2 separate regions of the Oryctolagus cuniculus genome follow, and region 1 is linked to region 2. Evidence: chromatin contacts called from public Hi-C data. All regions are on one chromosome and are shown on one strand. Each heading gives the region's core, a stretch centred on a gene start, on an enhancer-like site or on the middle of the called end of the contact. The rest is flanking DNA. Distances are from core to core; before and after follow the strand shown. Region 1 overlaps IKBKB (inhibitor of nuclear factor kappa B kinase subunit beta). Region 2 holds the start of PLAT (plasminogen activator, tissue type).

The links. Hi-C and Micro-C count contacts between places; a contact is called where the count stands out from the background.
Region 1: a Hi-C map of an unstated tissue shows a contact between it and region 2, with 2.4 times the contacts expected there. The contact joins the enhancer-like site here to the promoter of PLAT in region 2. A contact is called at or near these places in 2 of 6 Hi-C or Micro-C datasets (skin fibroblasts and an unstated tissue).

The regions. Positions count from the first base shown.
Region 1 is chr2:92,495,994-92,499,584 of mOryCun1.1, reverse strand. It overlaps IKBKB (inhibitor of nuclear factor kappa B kinase subunit beta), which reads right to left. Exons shown (of 22, transcript XM_051832412.2): 6 at 2,867-2,955; 7 at 1,889-1,978; 8 at 240-364. Among named protein-coding and RNA genes, the nearest start is that of IKBKB, 26 kb to the right of the region's middle. Within about 2 kb of position 2,179, at least 1 of the 8 cell types and tissues checked has an H3K27ac peak or open chromatin away from gene starts, as enhancers often do.
Region 2 is chr2:92,396,583-92,399,989 of mOryCun1.1, reverse strand. PLAT (plasminogen activator, tissue type) reads left to right here and starts at 1,750. Exons shown (of 14, transcript NM_001082769.1): 1 at 1,750-1,825.

The DNA.
Region 1 (3,591 bases), core at 930-3,429, 99 kb before region 2:
AGGCTGGGGCTTTAACCCGCTGAGCAATAGCACCAGCCCTGATAAATAAATCTCTTTCAAGAAAGTTTAATTGTGTCCTCCGACTTTATTAGAGAACGTGTTTTAGAATTTTCAGGTTCATATCTTAATCTCCTCTCTTAAAGCGCTCTATCCTAGGAAAATTCATCAGCAGAAGTCTCCAGGCTCGAGCCCAAAGTGCCTGGGGAGGAGAAGGCACAAAGTGGCCGGCCGTCACTCACCACTGCACAGGCTGCCAGTTGGGAAGGAAGGGTCTGAAGCCGGTGATGCACTCGAAGGCCAAGGTGCCGAAGCTCCAGTAGTCCACGGTCACCGTGTACTTCTGCTGCTCCAGCAGTTCCGGGGCCTACAGCGACAGACACGGCGCCGGGCAGGGCTCCCATCACCCACCATCTCAGTGCCCCGGCCTATCCGGCGGCAGGTGACCACCCAAGCGTGCCTCATTCGCTCCCAGTAATGCAGACAGAAGGGCTAAGGGCAGGGGCAATTCTGAGGTGGGTCAAGGTACCTCCTACCCGCCCACCGTGCTTTCAGCTCCCCCCTTTACACACGGGAACTCCTGAGCAGCGGCTCGGGACGGGCCACAGCTGCAGGTGGTTTGTAGACGGGAGGGTGGGCTACACGGAAGCAAGGAGAACAGCAGCAGAAGACACACGGCACACGTGTCGTAAGCGCCAGACGCCCAGCGCGCGCATCATACACAGCAGGCACACAACACACACAGAGCGCACCAGATGGCTGGCACGCATACGCCTCATAGGCGCCAGAGACACTCAGCACTCACGCCATCCGCACCAGTCGTCCGGCAACGCATCGCAGGTGCCCGATGACCAGCACTTGCCAGGACATGCATCGTCCGCACCAGATACACGACGCACACACTGAATGACCACCAAACACCCTGAACCGAGTTAACACCTGACCACACAACAGGGCGGGGTGGTTACACTCTGGCAGGGACTGCTGCCAAAGCGAGGGAGCGGGGGGTGGGCGTGGGGCACCAGGACGGGCCACAAAGCTGGGCTCAGAAAGCTCTTCACACGAGCGGATGGGAGGGGCCGTTCCGGAAAGGGCCGTCATAGCAAAGGCATGGGGACAGGCCTGTGCACAGGCTGGCGGGAACTGTGACACTGGAGGAAGAACAAGGAGTCCCAGTAAGAAATGTGGGGATGTTCGGGTCAATCTGATTATCTACAAATAATCCCGCAGGTGAGTGGTGACTCAGCAGCGGGTCAGAGCGCTGGGGTCTGTCCCTCAGCTCTGAGCCTGGGCAGTGCTCAGCGGGCCCTACTTAACTACTCGTCCTGGGCACCCAGGTGCCTGAGTCAGCCCCACACACGTCAGCACGCTGGGAACCGGGTCACAGAGAAGCCTGGCACCCAGTCGGCAGGCTTCAGTGATAGGATGACTGAGGTCAGCCAGTCGAGCGCCTTTCAAGTGCCTGCTACACAAACCGCCGAGGCTGGTGTCCCGGAGGAATGAGGGACTCAGGCAGAACCCCGACATTTAGGCTGGAGTATGCAGAGGGCGTGGAGCGCACAGCTCTGCCTGCTCCTCGATGCGTGAGACTCCTCACAGAGACCGCGGTCTCCACGCCAGCACGCGTCTACTGCATGCTCTTTATCCTCAGACAAAACACTGAGGCCGGCGAGGTTATGGGGCCTGGGTAAGGGAGCCAGCCACGCCCTCCGGCAGCAGAGACAAGGACCACATCCTTCCGCAGGGCCTCTGGGGGCACAACAGGCTGACGTGAACTGGTGACAGGCTGGACCTCACACCGGAGACCACACAGAGCCGGCAGCACGGGGCTGCCCCACCACCATGGCCACCAGAGAGAAGCTGAGAGGCAAACGTAGATGCCACTTCTTACCAGGTACTGCAGGGTCCCCACAAAGGAGGTACAAAGGCTGCCCTGATCCAGTTCCTTGGCGTATCCCAGGTCAATGATTTTGTGTATTAACTGAAAAGGAAAGGGAGGAGGGAAAACCTGAGGGTTAGGAGGCGACACTGTCCTTCTACAAGGGTTCTGGTCGCCTGCCCTTAGAGCTACGTCATTTCTAAATTCCCAGGTGGGATGAGATCCTGAATCCCTAAGAGCCACCACACACAGGAGGGCGCCCTTGTACGGCTCATGTTCTCCTGGCTCGGCCGCTGGTCAGATGGACGCACCGTGCACCAGACCTCAGACCCAGAGCCCGGGTCAGCCCCTTCCCGACACTCCCCAGCTGTCACATCTTAGCATCGCCAGCAACGTGAGCGAGCGCTGAACAAAGGGGAGCCTGTGGCTGTCAGAGGCTGGGCCTGGGAAGGCCATGTGTCTGAAGGGATCAGGTGTCCTAGGAGCCAAGGGACCACGGCCCCTCGGCTGAGCACACCAACCTCTACCCCTCACCCCACCTAAGCAGGGTGGTCGTTGATCAGCTCACTCACAGCTCTGGGGGACTGCGAACTGGACCAGGCTGGAGGAACAGGTGCCCCAGCTCTCGATGCCCCTTCCCAGCCACGCTTGGAAGCAGCTAGTGTAGCCGCTTTGTACACTAGCAACCAAAGTGGAGGCCCTCATAACAAACGCAGCCTGCTTCTGAGAAGCACTGGTCCCAAAGGCTGGGGGTGGAGGCAACAAACATTAGGTTCTTATCGGATTCCTGCAACGTGGGCAATTAACAATGGGAGCCATTCAAACTGGCCTCCATCTGCAAGCAAGGACTTGTTGCTGAATTCTGATCCCCAGAGAAGCAAAGCCACCAGGCGAGGAAATGCAAATATAAACAGGCGTACAGAGCTGCTCCTTTCCCACGGGCAGCTGCCCCGAGCACTGCCCACTCCCCTGTGCTGGGAGGCCACTCACTCTTTGCTCTCCTTGCTGCAGAACAATGTTCTCCGGCTTCAGATCTCGGTGGATGATTCTGTTCTCATGGAGGTATCTAAGCGCAGAGGCTACGAGGGCGCAGAGGGAGTGAATTCTCAGTAAGCCAGAAACGCGCTCTCCATCGGAGCGTCCTGTGCCCCTGAAGTGGGCCGCAGCCTTAGTGTACAAACTCTCAGTGGAGCTGGGGAGGGGGGGGGGGTGACCAGGCTACACTGGCAGAGCCACCGGAATCTGGATTTTCCATGCAAAGAAAAGGCTCTCAGCCTGGCGTCCAGGAGGCGGCCAACCACAGTCGAGAGCAGCAGGTGGGCCAGCAGCATCCTACTGCCTCAGACACCCTGGGGGACCCACAGTCTGAATTGGCAAGTCCAGGTGACGCTGACACCGACAAAGTTTGAGAAGAGAACTCTTCTTGGCTACAGGCGCAAAAATCTAAATTCCACAGGGTGGGCAGGGAGGAGGGCCCTTGGGGCCGAGAACACCGTGGCCCCAGGGTCTAGAGTCTCACAAGGTCAGAGCCAGCTTCCAGGGAGAAGTGGGAAGTGGGAGAAGCCACGAGGAGAGCCTTCAACACGTGTAGACAGTTCAGTGGATTTACTACGTGCCCAGCTCCCCGAAGGGGTCAAGAGCTCAGCACGCAGCTGGGAGTGAAGTCGTCTGCACAACACTGGCTGTGAGGTCATTCGCTGGCCACAGCTTCTGCC
Region 2 (3,407 bases), core at 501-3,000:
GGACCACCAATTCCTCCACCGTGGCTGAATCCAAAGCCCCTTCGCCCCCAGCATCGCGAGCCATGCGCATTCCCACGAGAAGGGCCTCCCCAGCGCAGCCCAGCTGCTGTCCGTCACCCCAGGGTTCCTTGGCTAACTCACCCCTCACTGCCCCCTGGCAAGGCCACAGCTGGATAATGTGGAAAAGCCATCTGGCGTCTGGCTTCAGCCGTGGCTACCTTATTTTCCAGCCTCAAAATCAACTCTCCCAGCTCGGCAAATATGAGTCTGAGAGGGTGCTTCAGAAAGTTCATGGCACCCAACAATGTTTTGGTGCAGAAGATTTTGGGATCCAGGGCTGGTGCTGTGGCATAGCTGGCAAAGCTGCTGTCTGCACTGCCAGCATCCCAAATGGGCGCCAGTTCAAGTCCCGGCTGCTCCACTTCCGATTTAGCTCTCTGCTATGGCCTGGGAAGGCAGTAGAAGATAGCCCAAGTCCTTGGGCCCCTGCACCCCCGTGGGAGACCTGGAAGAAGCTCCTGGCTCCTGGCTTTGGATCGATCGGCCCAGCTCTGTTGTTGCAGTTTGAAGAGTGAACCAGCAGATGGAAGACCTCTTTTTCTCTCTCTCTCTCTCTGCTTCTGCCTCTCTGTAACTCTGCCTTTCAAATAAATAATTTTTTTTAAAAAAAAAGAGGTTTAAGATCCATGCACAGTTCTTGCTTTTTCATGAGCTTTTTGGAGGTCAGCACGCGGGAGCTGGCTCTCCTGGAGCTGTGGTCACCCCAGCTGCCCATCCCGCGAACGCTGCCTCCCCTCGCCAGGCGCCCTTTCCTGCACCTCTTGTTGGTTTTTCCCAATGCTGCATCCCAGCTGGACCTCGACCAGGAGGGGCTCTGGCCAGCACAGTGCTGCCAGTTTCTCCTGCTCACGTGACCTGCAGAGAGGCCCCTGAGGCTGTATCCCTAATGCCTGAAAGATCCGAATTCAAACCCGAGACTCCCTGACCTCCGTCAGCATCCACACACCTGTTGGCAGGAGCACGGGCGTTGAGTGTCAAATCCTGGAGCACCGGACTGGTCTGCAGCAGCTTGAGGGACAGGTGGCTGGGTGGCCGGGATGGGGCTCCCGCAGAGCCCTGATTCGGGTCTCCCACCTCTCCTCCCACGCCAGCCTCTCTCTCTCCATCCCACTCAAGCAAAGCAGAAAGGAGAGACCTAGAGGGCCCACTGGTGCAGCCCTTGTCTTTCCAGAGAAGTGAAATGCTTGTCCCTGGAACCACCTCCGGGTGTGGGGGAGAAGGGTGCATTTTTCACTGCAGGTGAGGCCGGCCAGCCCTGTCCCCACCCCCACCCCAAGGAGCTCCAACCCTGTCCTGGGTGCAGCTGACCCATCTGCTCCTCCCCACACACCCCCACCCCGCCCACTCGGGTCCCCAGAGGGCAAGGCGGCCAGCAGGCATTGTACAGATAAAGCTGCTGACCCAGCCTCCTAACCCGGGAAGACGGTACGTAAGGTCCATGCAGCTCCCCAATTCCTCGGATTTGGTGACATCAGGACGGTGAATAATCAGGCTGGCCCCGCGCCAGGATGGGCCGAGCTGCTTCCAGGGACAACTTCCTCCCCCCTTCCTCTGAACACAAGCCCGCCCCCCTGCTTGGCTCCCTGCGGGGGCCCTGTCCTCTGGGCATCCTCTGGAGCCCGCCCACCGGGGCCGCCGACCCCACCCCCTTGCCTTGAAATTAAAGGAGGCGGGAGCGGTTGGCTCGGGAGACTGGCCCGGGGCAGGAGAGAAAGCCACACCAAGCAGCCGAGGAGCCGGCGCACCGGCAGCAGCCAGAGGCACGGTAAGATGGGATTCTGGGCTTTTCTGTCGCCGCCGCCGTCTCTTCTTCTCACTCTTCAAAGTCTTTTGGGCAATCTGAGCCAATGCTGAAGTAGAGGGACTGACTTTGCCATTCAGGCCCAGCTAAAACCTGCCCCGGGAGGAGGGTTCCTTTCTCTGTGTGTGCGTGGAGTCCGGTGGGACGCTGAGACGTTTCTCGAGGGCGAGGTGGCTGGGGACGTGCGGCAGAGAGCGGCCGAGTGAAGGGAATGAGGCCGCCTCGTGACTGCGCGACAGCAAACTGCGAAGGTGGACCGGGCTCCTGCAGGCTCAGGCTGCCTGGGCCCGAGGATGGGAGTGTCCGCTGTTGCCCCACTCCCCCCCCCCCCCCGCGGTGAGCCGGTGAGGAGCCCAGGCGGGGCGTGCAGGGTGACCTGCACCCAGCTCGTGATTAACCAGGTGGGACGCGGAGACGCAGGTGGATTTTCCGAGCGAGTCAGGGTGGAGAAACCTCTCTGACCGCCTCGCACGTTGCCCTCGCCGCACACCCTCACCCCAGCCTCCCGCCGGCCGGTCTGTCCCCCATTGTTTTTCTCCAAGCACTTCGTCAGGAGTGCGGGCCTCTTTAAGGAGTTTTCAATCACCAGGGGGCTGTCTTTTCATTCCTCGGGCATCTGCCGGAAGCTTCGCAAGGCTGTCTAGATTTTCACTGGGATTGTCTTTCTTTTCATAGTCTCCCAGGGAAGGCAGCTGAGAGAGGGAGGGAGGGAGGGACCTACGCCGAGCTCCTGGGTCGTTCACGGCACACTGGAGCGCAAAGCAGTGCAGGCAAAGACCCTTCTGCTGGACGGTTTGGTATGATATGGTGGTCTCCGGCAGCTGACAGGTGACCAAAGTGTGTGTGTGTGTGTGTGTGTGTACCTGCGTGCATACATGCTGGGGCGCATCTGTGTGCATTTGCAAAACCCCAGGAAGGAATCCTGCAGATCCAGTGGCCAAGAACTTTCCCGCCCAAGGTGGCTTCCCGGCAGTTCTCACTCAAGGCCCGGGAGACTCAGCCTGGGCTGCAGACGCCGGCTCCTCCAGAGTCAATATATGACGGTCAGCCTGAGCCGCTGCTTCCGGTGACAGCCGAGTCAGACTCGGCACCGGCAGGGATGCCCGTGGGTGTTGCAACCGCTCCGTCCACCCCACGTGCTCGCCCTGAGCCGTCCTCCGAGCCTGGAATCTGAATCTTTCCAGGAGCAGCTGCAAAGCTGTCCTTTCCCCCAAGGGGCTCCATCCGTGTTCGGACGCCCGAGACCATCTCAGCTCATGTTTTTCTATGTGTCCCATTGGCTCCCTCCACGGTCTGACTCCCTGTTGCTACATCGCAGTCCAGGGGCAGTAGCAGCCGTGGGAGTTACTCCCCTGCAGCCAGGGAGTAGGTGAGCGAGAGCGATTATCCTGCTTTTACTTTGTAAGCCTTGTAGCTCGCCTGGGGCCTGTTGACAGCAGAGCTGATGACCCGTGGCGGTCAAACCATTGCTAACAAGCCGCCCAGACATGCCACTGGTGTGTGCGTGAGGGTGTAGCCGGCCCACGGTGCATTTGGGAAGGCTTAT